5 separate regions of the Mus musculus genome follow, and regions 1, 3, 4 and 5 are each linked to region 2. Evidence: chromatin contacts called from public HiChIP or PLAC-seq and Micro-C data. All regions are on one chromosome and are shown on one strand. Each heading gives the region's core, a stretch centred on a gene start, on an enhancer-like site or on the middle of the called end of the contact. The rest is flanking DNA. Distances are from core to core; before and after follow the strand shown.

Region 1 (2,701 bases), core at 20-2,519, 330 kb before region 2:
GTCTTTGGTGAAACCCAAACTATTATTTCCAAACTTCCATTGTTGGCTGAAGGCCAGGGACTCTCCAGGTATACAGGAACTGCTGTGGCACTGAGCCTGGTAGACAGACGCTCTACCAGGCTGTTCATTTTTCCAATGTGAGACAGCCATTATAGGACTACTCTGGCTGGCAAGGTAACCAGCCTCGTGGATGGAACAGCTACTAGGGGTTTAGTTCTTCTGGGGTGAGACAACTGTTATTACTTTAAGCTAGTTTCATAAATTTTTTATGTATGTATTCATCTTATCAGTTCTGTTCCTCCAGAGAACACTGGCAAACACACTTTGTTAAGTGTAATTTATAGAGTCATTTTGGACTAGGCTTTTGCCTCAGAGCTCTGGAAGATCAGATCTGGCCAGAACTGTCTCTCATGCTCAATATATCACTTAATCAAACTGGCTTTTGAAATGCCTGGCTCCTTCTAACCAAAACAAAAAAACAAAACAAAACTAATCAATTGGTAGGACCCTGATACCAGAAACAGACGACAGGTCAATCCTCTCTGAAGTAACTCTGAAGTACTAGTCTTTTGGGCCTTTCTTCTTCTTAGGTTCTTTTCATTTTGGCCAATACTGCTGATCCCTACTGCTCACCTTAGGGAGCTCTTGTATTTTATAGAATGGGCTGCTGTCTACATTCCCGAGTCATAATTAGCCAATTTGATCTTTAAGTTCACCTCCCCCACCCCTATCTTTACCTATGTAAACCAGTTGGGCCAGATCATAACCTCTTTCTCTATTTTTATCGCTATTAATAATTGCTTTTTAAATTTACTCTGCTACACATAACTTTCGATTTACATATTTTAACGCTGCATAAGAGGACTTGCAGGGAAGTGACAAATAACTGCGGATTGATGAACGTTTGAGTCACAAAAATGGGACAAAAGACTCCACCATTAACATCAAAGGAAGCGTCATTAATCCTACTTCAGGCTGTCATTTTGCATTCATCCCGGGTCCTTTGCACGATTCTAGTCAACTTTCTGGGCGGGAAGAAAGTGGGAAGGAAAGCAAGCTTCGTCCGCCCCGTAGCAGCATCATGAAGCGCCTGGATAGTCCCGGCAGAGTGCTGGACCTGGTTCGGGGGTGCGGGGAGGCGTGGGGAGCGCGGGACGCCTACGCGGCGACCACGTGACCGCCGCGACCGCGCCGGTCCAGGTCGCGCGATCCGCCGTCACATCAGCTTATTGCGCCGGCTGCTGATTGGCCGGCTGCCTGCACATGGGCGGGGCTCTGCTGAGCGGGCGGTGTCTCGGGCGCTCTGGCTCGTACTCTCCGCTGGCTGTAAAGCCGCGGCTGACGGAGCTGCTGGGCCTGGCAGGTAGGTTCCGTGCGCTGGCAGCTGGACAGCCGCGAGTGGGAGGACCCGCGGGCGGTCGCGAGGATCCCCGGGTGCCCGGCGCCGGTACGGCATCCGCCGCACCCGTGTGGCCGTCCCTGCTAAAGCGCAGGTGGCATGGGGGGGTGGGGGTGGGGGTGGGGGTCTGGCCTGGCGGACACCTTGGTCCCCGGGGCCTGCGATGGGGATAAGGTTATATGGGAGCGGGGAAGGACCCTGGCCCGGTAAAGCTGGGTCCCTGCCAGTGCTAGAGGTTGCCTGCCTACTGTGAACCCCACATCCAGGGTGAGGTGGGAAAAGCTGGTGATTTGCTTTGCCACCGGCACTTCCTGGAGAAGGTACCAGGTTGCGAACCAGCGTCCGATTGAGGCCTAGGGAGGGTGGTGGGCCGTCACTCCCTGCCTTTCTGAAGACCATACGCTGTAGCGTGCACACTTTAAGCATCGTTAAGAAGTCACTCATACTGGCATCCCTTCTTATTGCCGAGTAAATTGGGAGGTGGTACAAGTGGAAACAATATCTCGGCGGCAGCGAAGTTATTTGACTATTTTGTGTTAGTTGAGTTTGCATTTTCATTAGTTGTGTTAAAGTGCTTACCTTCTGACCCTTACTGTCTTACGGACTTTTGCATTCATCCTGTAATATAATGAACGTGGAGAACTCAGAATTCCCCATCTGTATTTGTGACTCTAGGGAAGTAATGCTGTGTAGAACTTTTTGTGTAGGCTTTACACATCGACTGCTCCTTACAGAACAAAGCTGTTTAAGGCATTGCGCCTTCACTGTCCTGTTTATTAAGATTATACGCGGACACACGTTATAGACTTGTGAGAATTAGATGGGAGAATCTCTCCATCACTCCTCCAGATGTGTAAAGGCCGGATGAGAGGTACTGCAGAGCATCCAAGAGCTTTGGAGACTGAAGCAGGAGAATGCAAGTTCCAGGCCACATAGCCAAAGGGGGGAGGGGTGGAGTGCTTAAAATAATATGTAGTATTTTTTAAATATATAAATGGCTAGTTATTGTTCCTGTACTTTTTTCAGTTAAGAAAAATATAATAGTTTTAAGTCATTTAAGTATAATAGTGGATTTATATATGTTTACTTATTTATCTGATGCTGGGATAGGAACCAAGGCTTTGGACATACTACACCAAAGGAATATCCCTGAATTATACCCCAGGCCCATTTAATTGATAACCATGTTTTAAAGTCAAAAATTGTGGGTTTTTTTTCTGCCAAAGCAGTATACTATTTAACGTAAACTTACATTTCAAGCAATAATGCCTAATTATCTTAGAGTCCATGAGCTGTCTTTGA
Region 2 (2,700 bases), core at 193-2,692:
ACCCTAAGATACTCTAAAATACCCCACCTTCACAGTATTCCACTTCATTTTAACATAGCAAAGCATTAATAGTCTGGCCGAAGTGTTCTCTCTCTCTCTCTCTCTCTCTCTCTCTCTCTCTCTCTCTCTCTCTCTCTCTCTCTCTCTCTCCTCTCTCTCTCTCTCTCTCTCTCTCTCTCTCTCTCTCCCTCCCTCCCTCCCTCCCTCCCTCTCTCTCTCTCTCTCTCTCTCCCTCCCTCCCTCCCTCCCTCCCTCCCTCCCTCTCTCTCTCTCTCTCTCTCTCTCTCTCTCTCTCTCTCTCTCCCTCCCTCCCTCCCTCCCTCCCTCCCTCCCTCCCTCCCTCCCTCCCTCCCTCCCTCCCTCCCTCCCTCTCTCTCTCTCTCTCTCTCTCTCTCTCTCTCTCTCTCTCTCTCTCTCTCTCTGTTTTTTTTTCCTGGTGGCCTCCCTCCCAACTCCATCCCCTTCCATCTCATTGGCTCCAGACAAGTACTGGGGAACCAATGAGATTCCTCTTCTTCATTCATGTCCTAGCAACAAGCCCAGTTCCAATCTTTCTCTGCCAAACTAACACCTGAAAAATTACATCATGAATAATGGCAAAAAGCAGCAAGGGCCAGAGAAGGGCTTTTTTTTTTCCCCCTTCAACTGTCTGCTGCAGAGTTCATTTAAGGTGTTTTCGTCTAGATTCTTAAAGCAACAATGTCCTAGGTTTTTGCTGATCTTTTTCAGCATACATACATACATATATATATATATATATATATATATATATATATATATATATATGCTGTTATCGAATGAAGTAACAGCTTTTGAAGCTAAATAAAAGGAAAACATTTTAATGGGGTTCACTGTATAGCCGTCCACACACACCCCTCCCAAGTCTGCGTTTAGAGGAGCGGAGGGGAATTAGACTGCTCTCCTATATTCTTAAGGAAAGGACGAAATTGGCCCAAGCCTCACAAGGCAGCACATCCACCCACTGTTCAACACAAAAAAAACGTAGTCCCCTTCCTGGCGGTGCCCCCTGCTCTTGTTAAATATCCCCTAGGCCCCTTTCATTACTCTTTGGGGATAAAGAAGCCATTCTTTATGAGGATCATGGAGCCAGGGAATGAGGTACCTGGAGAGTCTTCCCCGGAAGTGAAGTTGTATAGGGTATGCAGAGTGGGGGTGCTTTAGTGCGTTTAGTTCCGTACACGTGGGGGCAGCGAATGCAAACTCGTAGCTGGGGAACCACCACAGGGACAATGACATCCAGATGACCTGGGCGGGGGCGGGGGGTGGGGGAGAGGAAACTGAGAAAGAGAGGTGAGGTGATGTGGTGTGGGCTTGCAGGAGGATGATGGGGGAGGGGGATGGAGGCCCTGGAGGGGGTCGGGGCTGTGAATGGAAAGGTCCACCCTTCTAGGCATTTTTCAAGTCCCAGACGCCGCTTCCGGCTTCCCCCACCCCACCCAGTCTAGAGCAGACGCGCGCGAGGAGACTCAGACACAAAGGACCACAGCCCTGCGCAGGAATCGAAGGGGGAGGGGAGGGACACCTGCCCGCGTGCACGTGCAGGGGCGCAGCCAGGGAAGACCCTGTGCTCAGTCTCTTGCTCTCCCCTGCAGGATCTATGCGTGGCAGGATCTGGCAAGGGCCCCAGGAGTCGGCTACAGGGGGTGCTTGGCTGAAGGAGCAGAAAATAGGTCCACTGGGTGCCTGGCTCCCTGATAGTGTTTGCTGATCTCCTCAGCCATAGCCTTGGCAGCAGGTGGTGCCTCCAGACAGCCTGCCTGGGTGCTTGTGAAAGCGAGTAACTGCATAAATTCTGCGTAGGAAAGAGAACCATGCCAGCGAAGGGACTAGGTGGAGGAGGGAAAAGGGTTTGTGGGAGCTTGCTCTTCGGAAGGAGGTAGAGTCGGTAAGCTCATAGTCACTCCCCCACACAGGTTACACTAATGTTCTTGCTCAACTGCTGCCATGGCGGGTGCGGGAGGAATCACCGAGTGGCCTGAGGGGCTCTAGGCAATCCGTGTCTTTTTATCTACCTACCAGGGTTTCAGCCTGTTTTCCTGGGATCCAAGAAAGAGACCCAGGCTCGAAAGCATCCCAGCGCACAGTGCAGAGAATTTGGATGATGCTCTGATATTTGGGAGAAACAGGTGGTCGTTCAGCTCAGTGAAAAAGTCACCAGGGGAAGGAGCCCCACAGCGGGGTCTTCTGTTGCATCTTTCTTGGGCAGGGAGGTCTAAAGCTGTGGGATCCTGTCTCCTCCCCAATGTCATTGTTAGTGACAGAGGGAGGTGTTGCAGGTATGCAGGGGTGGGGTGGGGTATGGCTTCCACAGAACTCAGTCATGCCAGTGCCAGCATGATACCCTCCTTGGTACTGGGCAGCAACCCTGGGTTGGGGTGATATTCCTACCTCGAAGGTTTATGTCCCCACACCACCCGGGGCCTCTGTAGTATAACTTGTTTCTGAATCCCCCCTCCCCCCTCCCCCCCAGCCTGGTTCCTTGTCCTTATTGTCCTTCCTGGGACAGGATTCTTCTGGCTAGGCTTTAAGAGTTGGTTTTCTGAGCAGGAGTGATGGCTCAGTGGGTATGTGTCTGACCTCAGTGCCCCCACTGCAAGATGAGGATCTGAGATAGAAGAATTCCCGGGAAAGCTCATGAGCCCTGTCACACAGAGCATCGAGCAAATGACCCTGTCCCAA
Region 3 (2,700 bases), core at 155-2,654, 490 kb after region 2:
TGGCTTTAGTAGATGTTCAGAATGTTTTCAATCAATTAGCACTACTGTGCCATATGTCTAGCAATGGAATGAAGCTGGGGGAGTTCTAGGATTGGAAGATTTAACAAGATTGTCTGTGGTTTGACTGTCTCGATTTCTTTCTCATTTATCTCCTTCCCCCCTCCCTTCCTCTCTCCCTCCCTTCCTCTCTCCTTCCCTTCCTTCCTTCCTTCTTTCAAATAGTGTTTTATTTGTACAGTCCAGGCTGACCTGGAATTTCAGATCCTTTACCCTAAGCCCCCAAAGTGCTAGGATTACAGGCTTGCACCACAACATCCAGCAAGATTCAGCATTTTTAGTGTAAATGCACAAGGTAAGCCCACAGCTTAGCATTTTACACACAAATGATATTACTTAGAAAGACACGATAGTGTGATTTCCATTGTACAGACTTTTTTCCAAAGGTAGAGAGAAGCTGGGAATTTGCTAACACCCTCTCATTAGCTGCCTTAAATCTAGACCAGTGTGACTCGAGGATCACATGATGCTGCCACGGCATGGCCGAGGTCATTGTTCATCCATTTACTGCAGTGCTGGATTTGAATTCGGGGCTTCATGCATGCTAGGCAAGCTCTCGGTCACTGAACTACACTCCAGCCCTTCATCATATTCACGCCACTGCACCAATAAGAACACAGTTCGTCAAAATTCTAATGGGTGCATACCATAGCCATCCCCAAAGGAAACCCAAATGAGCATTTGAAAAAAGAATCCAGGTTCTCTTAACCCTGGTATTTTTTTTAAGTGGTCTTCACATCTTGCTTTCTTCCTTTCTGTTTCCATTTCATGCTGTTCCCCTCTGCTTTGTAGTCAGGAAGATGGAAAACAGCTGGTACCGTTTCCTAGCAGATAATCCTTCTTGGACTGGGGGAAAAAAATGCCTGTGACATCGTCTCAACTTCCTTCCCTCTGGCAGAAGACATGGCAGCGTGCCTCCTAGAGGGAAGGCTGTCCTCTCTCATAGGCTCCTCTACCCAGACAGGATCACAGCTGTCGGCAGGGAGCACTGGTAAGAACGCCAGCAGGACTGGATAATCCATGGGCAGATGCTCCTGGACCCAAGGATGCACGCTGCAACCAGGCACCAGAGCAAAGAAACTAAGAGTGTTTAAACAGGAATAAACGAGACTGGAAATCATGCGCCCTCCATCGTCTGCCGTCCCCACTGTCCTGCAGATACCTCCTGAGCCCCCGGACAGGGGTTAGGGGATAAAAATGAGGCAGGAAGGTCATGACAGCTGCTAGTTGGGGAAAACCAGGGATTGGCAAGCAGCCTCCTTCTGCTGGCATCAGGGGAACAAGGGAGCTGCCGGGAGAAGCATAAAAACACAGAAGCAGGGAGCCTTTCAAAGGAGAATGTCAAAGGCTTGGAGCCTGGTAGCTGAGGAAAACCTTGCCAAATGTTACAGAGAAAACAGGAAAGCTTTTGAGGCTCTGCATTCTGGGGTCATAGAACAATGAAAAAGGAAGTTTCAGAGGAAAATAACAAGCACTGTCAAGCTCGCTCCAGCCTCACAAAATCCTTCTGCCATTCTTACCGAAAGCAGAGGGAGGAAAAAAAAAAAAAAAAAAAAAAACCCTAACCTCCAGCCAGTGGGCTCAGTCCCATACCACAGCCCCTTCCCTGTGGCATGCTGGGCAGGAAGGGCCATGATGTGGCCTGCTCCCTGGAGACTAGAACAGAACATTTCCAGAACAAAGCCCGTGCAGTTACCTGAAGATCAAAGTTCATTCTTAATAAGGGGACTGTTGGAGGGGGCTGAGAGAGCAATCAATGTTGCCCTGCATTCCATTAAAAAAGGATTATGGGCTGTCTAACCAGGTAGGCAGTGTACTGTGTGAACTGAAATTTGTCCTTTGGAGGGGGTGTGGCAAAACAAAAGCCTGAGGAGACACAAACAACCACTGTTCAGAGCAGCAGGTTAGTGGCATGCTATCTGTGTTTGTGCGTCTGTGCAGGGAGTGTGCAGTATCTTCTGCTGTTGCTAAGATGGTTTCCCCCTTCACCGGCGTCTCACCCAATCAGAAGGTAGCTGCTCCTTATTGGTTGCCTGGTGTTATCGAATGACCATGACGAGCTGGAGTCAAGCCCACCTCATTGGTTTATTCCGATGGCCCATTGTCAGGGGACAGCAAATCAGACACCTAATCAATATTTTGTGAAGTGGCACTAGACTCCTGATGAAATTTGCATTAAATTTCTCCCTGTCTGTGCCTTTGCTCTCAGATAAGCATCATATTAACTTCAGTGATAGAGAGAGAGGCAACCGATCAAACCCTGCCGTCCTTCAGCCATTTTGGACTTATTCCTGAATCTAGGCCGGCATTGTGGAATACTAAATATGGAACGGAGGAATTGGTTACAAGCAAAATGCAGATCTCCCAAGCAGAAACATATTCAACCTGTCTAGAATGGTGATAGCCTTTCCAGATAATAAAATACTGAGTTTCCTCTTTCTTCCCTCCATCCTTCTGTCCCTCCCCTCCTTCATTTGTTTCTTCCAAAAGGATGAGCCAGGTTTGATAGTGACTCTGGATAGACATCATTGTGCCAGATGGGAAATGCCTTCTTGAGGGTGGGGGGTGGGGTGTTCCATAGCAAAGTGGTGTCCCTGAGAGCTAGGGTTCAAAACATTTTAATCTTTCTACCTCTGAACAAAT
Region 4 (2,700 bases), core at 180-2,679, 350 kb after region 2:
GGCTCCCCAGTGGAGCCATCAGTAGATCTCTGGAATCGTGTTGAGGCCCCAAAAGGGAACTGAAGTTAGTGGATAAGAGTCTCAGTTACTCATCTCGTGACATGCAAAATGGAGGGGAAAAACAGAAAATTGTTTATTATTGTTAATGGTTTGATTGCTTTTATTAGATTAAAAATCATCATCTCTGGCAAATGCCATGTCTCTGATTCCAACAAAGGAAATGGATTCCTTATGTGTAATATGTACTTTTCTGTTGTTCTCTGTGCTTCCGAGTTATCCACAGCCAGGATGAAGACCAAACTCACAAAGAACTGCAAATATTTTGCAAAGAATTCAAATTTTCTCCAGTGAGGAGCCTTTGAAAGATCAAGAGTTTGCAACATCTAGGTTTTCCACTTTCATTCTCATGGAAGCACACATGAAGCAAAGTCCTTTTATTCTTGTATTAATTAACAAGGAATTAAAAAAAAAACCCTAAGCTGACTTACAAAGCACTCTCCTCCCAAGCAATTCCAAGCATGAGACATGCCCGAGGATGGGGGGTGATGGGGACACACTCAAGTAGGCTACAGATAAAGCAAAGCACAGCTATATGCACATTAGTATAATTACAGATTGCAAATTATGCCGGATGTATCTAATATCTAATTTTTTGAAAGCTGACTCCACTTGAGACTTCAATAACAGCGTCAACATTTTGCAGGTGGCTTCTCTGTACAGTATCCAATGGGAATTATTCTTCCAATGCTTATAGCCCTCAAGTTAAACCTGGAGCTCCCCCTTAAAGGACCAATGGACACTGAAAACTGAGAATAGCACCTAGACAAAGGAAATGGAGTAGGGGGAGACCCTGGAAGACACTGAGTACAGTTGCTTATTTCTGTGACGATGATACTTACTTGGTTCAAGCAATAAGGAACTTGAACATCCGTCATTAGAAAATGTAGGAGAGGCTACATGCATGTTGAGGAAGCCAACTGAAAGGTTAAGGGTTGGGCATTTCTTAGATCTATGGATAAAAGGGGAAATGAGCATCAAGGTGGCACGCTCTACCTTTGACTCCAAACATTAAGCCTTATGTTAAATCCAACTCATCTAAGACATACAGTTTGTTCGTCTAAAAAAGATCCGCATTCGGCTTTGAGAAACTGGCTTTTGTCCTCGAGCCCTGCATGAATCAATCACCAACCAACTAAAATATATTTGAGATCTCAGAGAAGGAAGAGTACTCTCCAAGTTGATTGGATCCATCTTCTTGATTCCTCCTTAAAGATCTTTCTGCTAATGAGTCAGGGTTGCTGTGGCATTATTTAATTATCCGCACTTCTGTACGATGAAATATGTTGTCGTAGCGCACACTTCACAGTGCAGTGACTGCTCACATGTAATGCTGCCTCCACAGTTAGTACATTCCTTTGTTCTGCTCATAAGTGGTTTCAGAAAAAAGGGGTGGGCCCGGAAGGAGGAGCCTTTGGGGTTTGTAAAATAAAAATCATACATTCCTGGTGCATGTGCAGAATTCGATGCATTTACATGAATTCTGCTTTTGAAATTAAGTTGTGGCTCCACTTGGAATAAGCCAAGGCACATGTCGGGTGACTTCAAATGCAGCCATGAGGCTCTGAGTGGACCTTGAACATCTCTCTAGTGAATACTCACTGTAATGTAATGGGGGACAGAATGACTTGATTTTTTTTTTTAAAATCAGCAAGGAATGTCTTTAACAAGGAAGAAGTAAATTATGATAATTACTCTGAATGGTCGGATCCTTGAGCATTACTAATTAGCATTTATTGCCTGGATTATGGAACAATACAAGTGAAACCAAACTGCAGTTGCTCTTTTACCTTGAAGACTTGAAAAGGCAATGGAGAAAGATCTCTGCAGCCACCTCCGTGATGCAGACTGCAGGCAGTCTACCTCCCCACAGCCTGCAGACTCCCTCCTTATAGAAACACACCCATACGGGCCTCAGCATTTCCGGCCCATTCATCTTTGTGTGTGTGTGTGTGTGTTAGGTTCATATTTGCATGGGCTATCAGGTTCAGGAGACTAATATTCAGGCAAAATATTTTGGCCATAATACCATCTGAGGATGATGTTATCAGTCGGGAGAGCTTAGCAATAAAGAGCTGAAACTCCATGCTCCATGAAAATATGGAATTCTCCCAAAGAGATATTTGACTTAAAAACAGAACAAAGAACTCAGTTCTTGGTGATTGAAATTTTATATTTCCTCACTGACCCTTAGGACTGAAGCTTAAAAGAAAATAGCTAAGAAAAATAATGGGTTTTTGGTATAAGTACCTTTATTTGTTTATCTATCTATCTATTTATTTTCCATTAGAAATCTGTGATGATATAGGTTCTGAAATTAGAAAACAAAAATTAGATGTTCATGAACAGGTTGGCAGCACTAAATAAATGCCATTGTTAAAATTTAGCAACCAAATTTTTTAAATAAGCCACCAGGTATAATATAAGGAGAGAAAGGAGGAAGAAGAAAAAAAAAAAAGACTCCCTGAGCCGTTTATCACTCTGCAATCTCTGCCGTTCTCCACATCCCATTATAACGAATGAAGAGAAAAGACTATGGTCAGCCAGAAAATGGGCCCCAAATACAGTCACTGCTCTTCCAAATACCGTCCATGGTTTCCCCACCCTGGGCCCTTTTAGCCTGAAAGAATAAGTTTGCTTAAA
Region 5 (2,700 bases), core at 1-2,500, 510 kb after region 2:
GAGTTCAACTAAAATGACAGTTTAATTCTCAGTAAATGAGTGCTAATTAAAAAGCTGGGGGAAAGACTGTCATAATTGAATAATGAGAATAATGCAGCATGCATTTGTTTAAAAGTTCCTGTAAGCTGAATTTAGGGATAAAAAAAAATGGTCTCTGGGAGCTCACAGGCAAAACCCAGCTCTCTAAAAAGCCTTTGATACTCAGCATGCGTACGTACGCACTGAGCTAAGTCTGCATCTTGAGCAGGAATTGTTCTAAAGCTGCCCTGAGAGTCTAATTCACACCTCCTCATGGCTTTCTTGCATGATGCTTGTGAGCATATCCTTCATCCCGGATTTTTTGTGATATGTGGTTGGAGTAGAACACGTGGTAGAGAAATCCATTTCTGACTTGTAACTGTGATGGCCTCTGTGGACTCTCATTTCTAGAATGCAGTAGGCTCTGCTATCATAATGTGTTTAGAAAACAGAATCAGGCAATGCCAAGATCAGAAGTCTCTGAGGGAAGCCACGTGAGTGAGTGGCAGGAGATTGGAGTCCAATCTTTATTTAGCCTGCTCATAATTCCAAGACCCGAGGTAAATAATTCACGCCTCCCTCTCCCAATTCCCATCGCCTCCTTACATTTGTTTGGAGGATAAAGTCTGACAATACACTTCACTTTAAAGGGGAGAAAAATTAAACAAATGAAACAACGTTCAGCCTGGAGCAATTGGATGACTTTGTATGAGTTGGCACAGCCCTCAGCTCTATTTCCTCATGTCCACAGTGGTGTCCAAGCATTTCCAACTAGGAAGGCCTACAGTGGGCCAGCTCCTTATGAGTGTGTATTAGGAAATCTATATTATCCTAAACTACAAGAATGTAACCATCATCCCACAGGGCTCAGTTCGTACGCGGGGCCCCACCTCAGCTGCCGGCATAATTGGATTGACTTTCATGCGTCTCGCCTTCTGCATTTTCTTTATCTCCTCTATCCCAGTAATAGCTCATTTCAAAGACTTCACAACGGTATTGAATTCAGCCCATTCAGCCAGCTTCTGTCCTGTCCTTAAAGATCTATGGGAAAAGTAAATTCTATGACCTCCTTCAAAGCCTAACAACTTTTACAGTGAGTAAATTCTGTACTCTCTGAATTCGTTGATTGTGGAAAAAAAATGTCGCCCAGGGCCACCCATTGGGAGGCCTCCCATACACTTCCTAATCCAACCCAGTCTAGAGCCCTGACAGCTCCAGCAGAGGTGCTTAGACACCCCCTTATGAATATGCAAAGACAATCTTTCACTTACAAAAGAAACTGATATAGCCATTATGGCCTGTGGTTAATCAAACCTCCATTCACTTCTCTCTGCTTTGAGAACCTTCATCAAGAAAACGTGTTGCTAAGCAAACTTAGCACTAAGGACCTGGTTCCTTTACAAAATGATTGCCTAGAGGCCAGCTTGCTTAGAAGTAAAGTTCCAAGCTGATTTTTTTTTAAACTTGTTGGTTGTTGATTTTTTTTTCTTTAGCGTCTTATTTGATTTCCTATAAAATCCAAGCTAATCATTCGGTTGAAGGAAGATTGGAAAGTTGTTCACACATTACTCATTTAAAGAAGTTGAAGTTTACTCACCACACACACACACACACACACACACACACACACACACACACACACTCCTACCAAATCCTTCTACTTGATTTTGCAACTGCTTCTTGGAAAATATCCAAGCTTGGGCCAAGGAAATGCATAATAGAACGGCTCACAACTTTCATTGAGCTTTACAGAATGAGCCATCATTCTTTATAGACATCTATCTTAGTCATTCCTGCCTCCCCCAGGAAACATGACCAAGAGAAAGCATGAAGAGCATTATATCGCAAGGTCTTATTGACAGACAAAAGACCAGAACAGCCCCTTCTAGATTCGCAACTTATTTTTAAGGTGAGCCTAAGATGATATGTGCCATGGATTCTATGATCTCCAAATAGAGAAAAACACTTTCTGTGGCTCAAAGGTGAAGTCGTAAGCCTACCCAAACAAGCATAGTATATCTCTAACATACCTAGACCATCAAATTACATCTAGCTTAGTCAACCTCATGCCTTGCAACTTCCAGGTACCACTTTTTCCTCTAGGGAGTGGTAGGTCAAAGGCTTCCATCTCCCATTTCCAGCAACAATTTATTTTACTGCACAGTAAGGTCTTAAGGAGATGTGAAGTACCCAGGCATTTGGGAAACAGACTTCGGCAAAAATAATTTTATATATTAACCTTTGAGCTGCCAGATTTATTTCTGAAGAAACACCATCCTAGATAAAAGATATATGCTATACGGCTATATCGTACACATTTCTATTTAATTATTTTTGCCAAATAATGCTTTTACCCTCTTCAGCTGCTTCCATGTAATAAATTTGACCAGAGGATGGTGGCTTTACATTTTCTTAGTTTATTTTTCTATTTATCTATTCATCGGGGAGACATTGATCTTTAATGTTTCCTTTTTTTTTTTTTTCAATTTTTGTATTTGTGCACTCGAGGCTCTTCAGCCCTCAGGTGATACTAGCCCTCTGAGCCATAGCTAGTTCCTAAAGCACCAAACAACTTAGATGAAAGCATGCCTCTCACGGGTGAGCCAAGCAGCTTCTCATTGAACCCACAGACAGTGCCAATCTTATCCAGTATGCAGTCATACCAGGACCAAGAGCCAGGCA

The links. Hi-C and Micro-C count contacts between places; a contact is called where the count stands out from the background. HiChIP or PLAC-seq counts read pairs in DNA pulled down with a chosen protein or histone mark.
Region 1: a contact with region 2 is called in a Micro-C map of embryonic stem cells, with 4 times the contacts expected there. The contact joins the promoter of Sc5d here to the enhancer-like site in region 2. A contact is called at or near these places in 1 of 484 Hi-C or Micro-C datasets (embryonic stem cells), 2 of 115 datasets of contacts at active chromatin or transcription factors (embryonic stem cells and regulatory T cells) and 1 of 9 other capture datasets (liver).
Region 3: an H3K4me3 HiChIP or PLAC-seq map of embryonic forebrain shows a contact between it and region 2, with 6 times the contacts expected there. The contact joins two enhancer-like sites. A contact is called at or near these places in 8 of 115 datasets of contacts at active chromatin or transcription factors (embryonic basal ganglia, embryonic forebrain, embryonic hindbrain and 4 more).
Region 4: a contact with region 2 is called in an H3K4me3 HiChIP or PLAC-seq map of embryonic forebrain, with 10 times the contacts expected there. The contact joins two enhancer-like sites. A contact is called at or near these places in 8 of 39 promoter capture datasets (3T3-L1-derived adipocytes, cranial neural crest, embryonic stem cells and 5 more), 40 of 484 Hi-C or Micro-C datasets (the AML12 cell line, ECoMG myeloid progenitors, the N1E-115 cell line and 21 more) and 25 of 115 datasets of contacts at active chromatin or transcription factors (SST interneurons, a colorectal cancer cell line, craniofacial prominence and 17 more).
Region 5: a contact with region 2 is called in an H3K4me3 HiChIP or PLAC-seq map of embryonic basal ganglia, with 3 times the contacts expected there. The contact joins two enhancer-like sites. A contact is called at or near these places in 5 of 115 datasets of contacts at active chromatin or transcription factors (embryonic basal ganglia, embryonic forebrain, embryonic hindbrain and 2 more).

The regions. Positions count from the first base shown.
Region 1 is chr9:42,262,868-42,265,568 of GRCm38.p6, reverse strand. It overlaps Sc5d (sterol-C5-desaturase), which reads left to right and starts at 1,269. Exons shown (of 6, transcript NM_172769.2): 1 at 1,269-1,363.
Region 2 is chr9:41,934,638-41,937,337 of GRCm38.p6, reverse strand. No RefSeq gene overlaps it. Among named protein-coding and RNA genes, the nearest start is that of Gm36227, 17 kb to the right of the region's middle. Within about 2 kb of position 1,442, at least 142 of the 459 cell types and tissues checked have an H3K27ac peak or open chromatin away from gene starts, as enhancers often do. A contact at or near this core is called in the N1E-115 cell line, brain, cortical neurons and 7 more, where this site is marked.
Region 3 is chr9:41,446,000-41,448,699 of GRCm38.p6, reverse strand. The region is part of intron 3 of Mir100hg (Mir100 Mirlet7a-2 Mir125b-1 cluster host gene); the gene reads right to left. Among named protein-coding and RNA genes, the nearest start is that of Mir100hg, 71 kb to the right of the region's middle. Within about 2 kb of position 1,404, at least 118 of the 459 cell types and tissues checked have an H3K27ac peak or open chromatin away from gene starts, as enhancers often do. A contact at or near this core is called in embryonic basal ganglia, embryonic forebrain, embryonic limb bud and 1 more, where this site is marked.
Region 4 is chr9:41,585,195-41,587,894 of GRCm38.p6, reverse strand. The region is part of intron 4 of Mir100hg (Mir100 Mirlet7a-2 Mir125b-1 cluster host gene); the gene reads right to left. Among named protein-coding and RNA genes, the nearest start is that of Mir125b-1, 4.6 kb to the right of the region's middle. Within about 2 kb of position 1,429, at least 67 of the 459 cell types and tissues checked have an H3K27ac peak or open chromatin away from gene starts, as enhancers often do. A contact at or near this core is called in the N1E-115 cell line, brain, cortical neurons and 3 more, where this site is marked.
Region 5 is chr9:41,428,426-41,431,125 of GRCm38.p6, reverse strand. The region is part of intron 3 of Mir100hg (Mir100 Mirlet7a-2 Mir125b-1 cluster host gene); the gene reads right to left. Among named protein-coding and RNA genes, the nearest start is that of Mir100hg, 53 kb to the right of the region's middle. Within about 2 kb of position 1,250, at least 9 of the 459 cell types and tissues checked have an H3K27ac peak or open chromatin away from gene starts, as enhancers often do. A contact at or near this core is called in embryonic basal ganglia and embryonic forebrain, where this site is marked.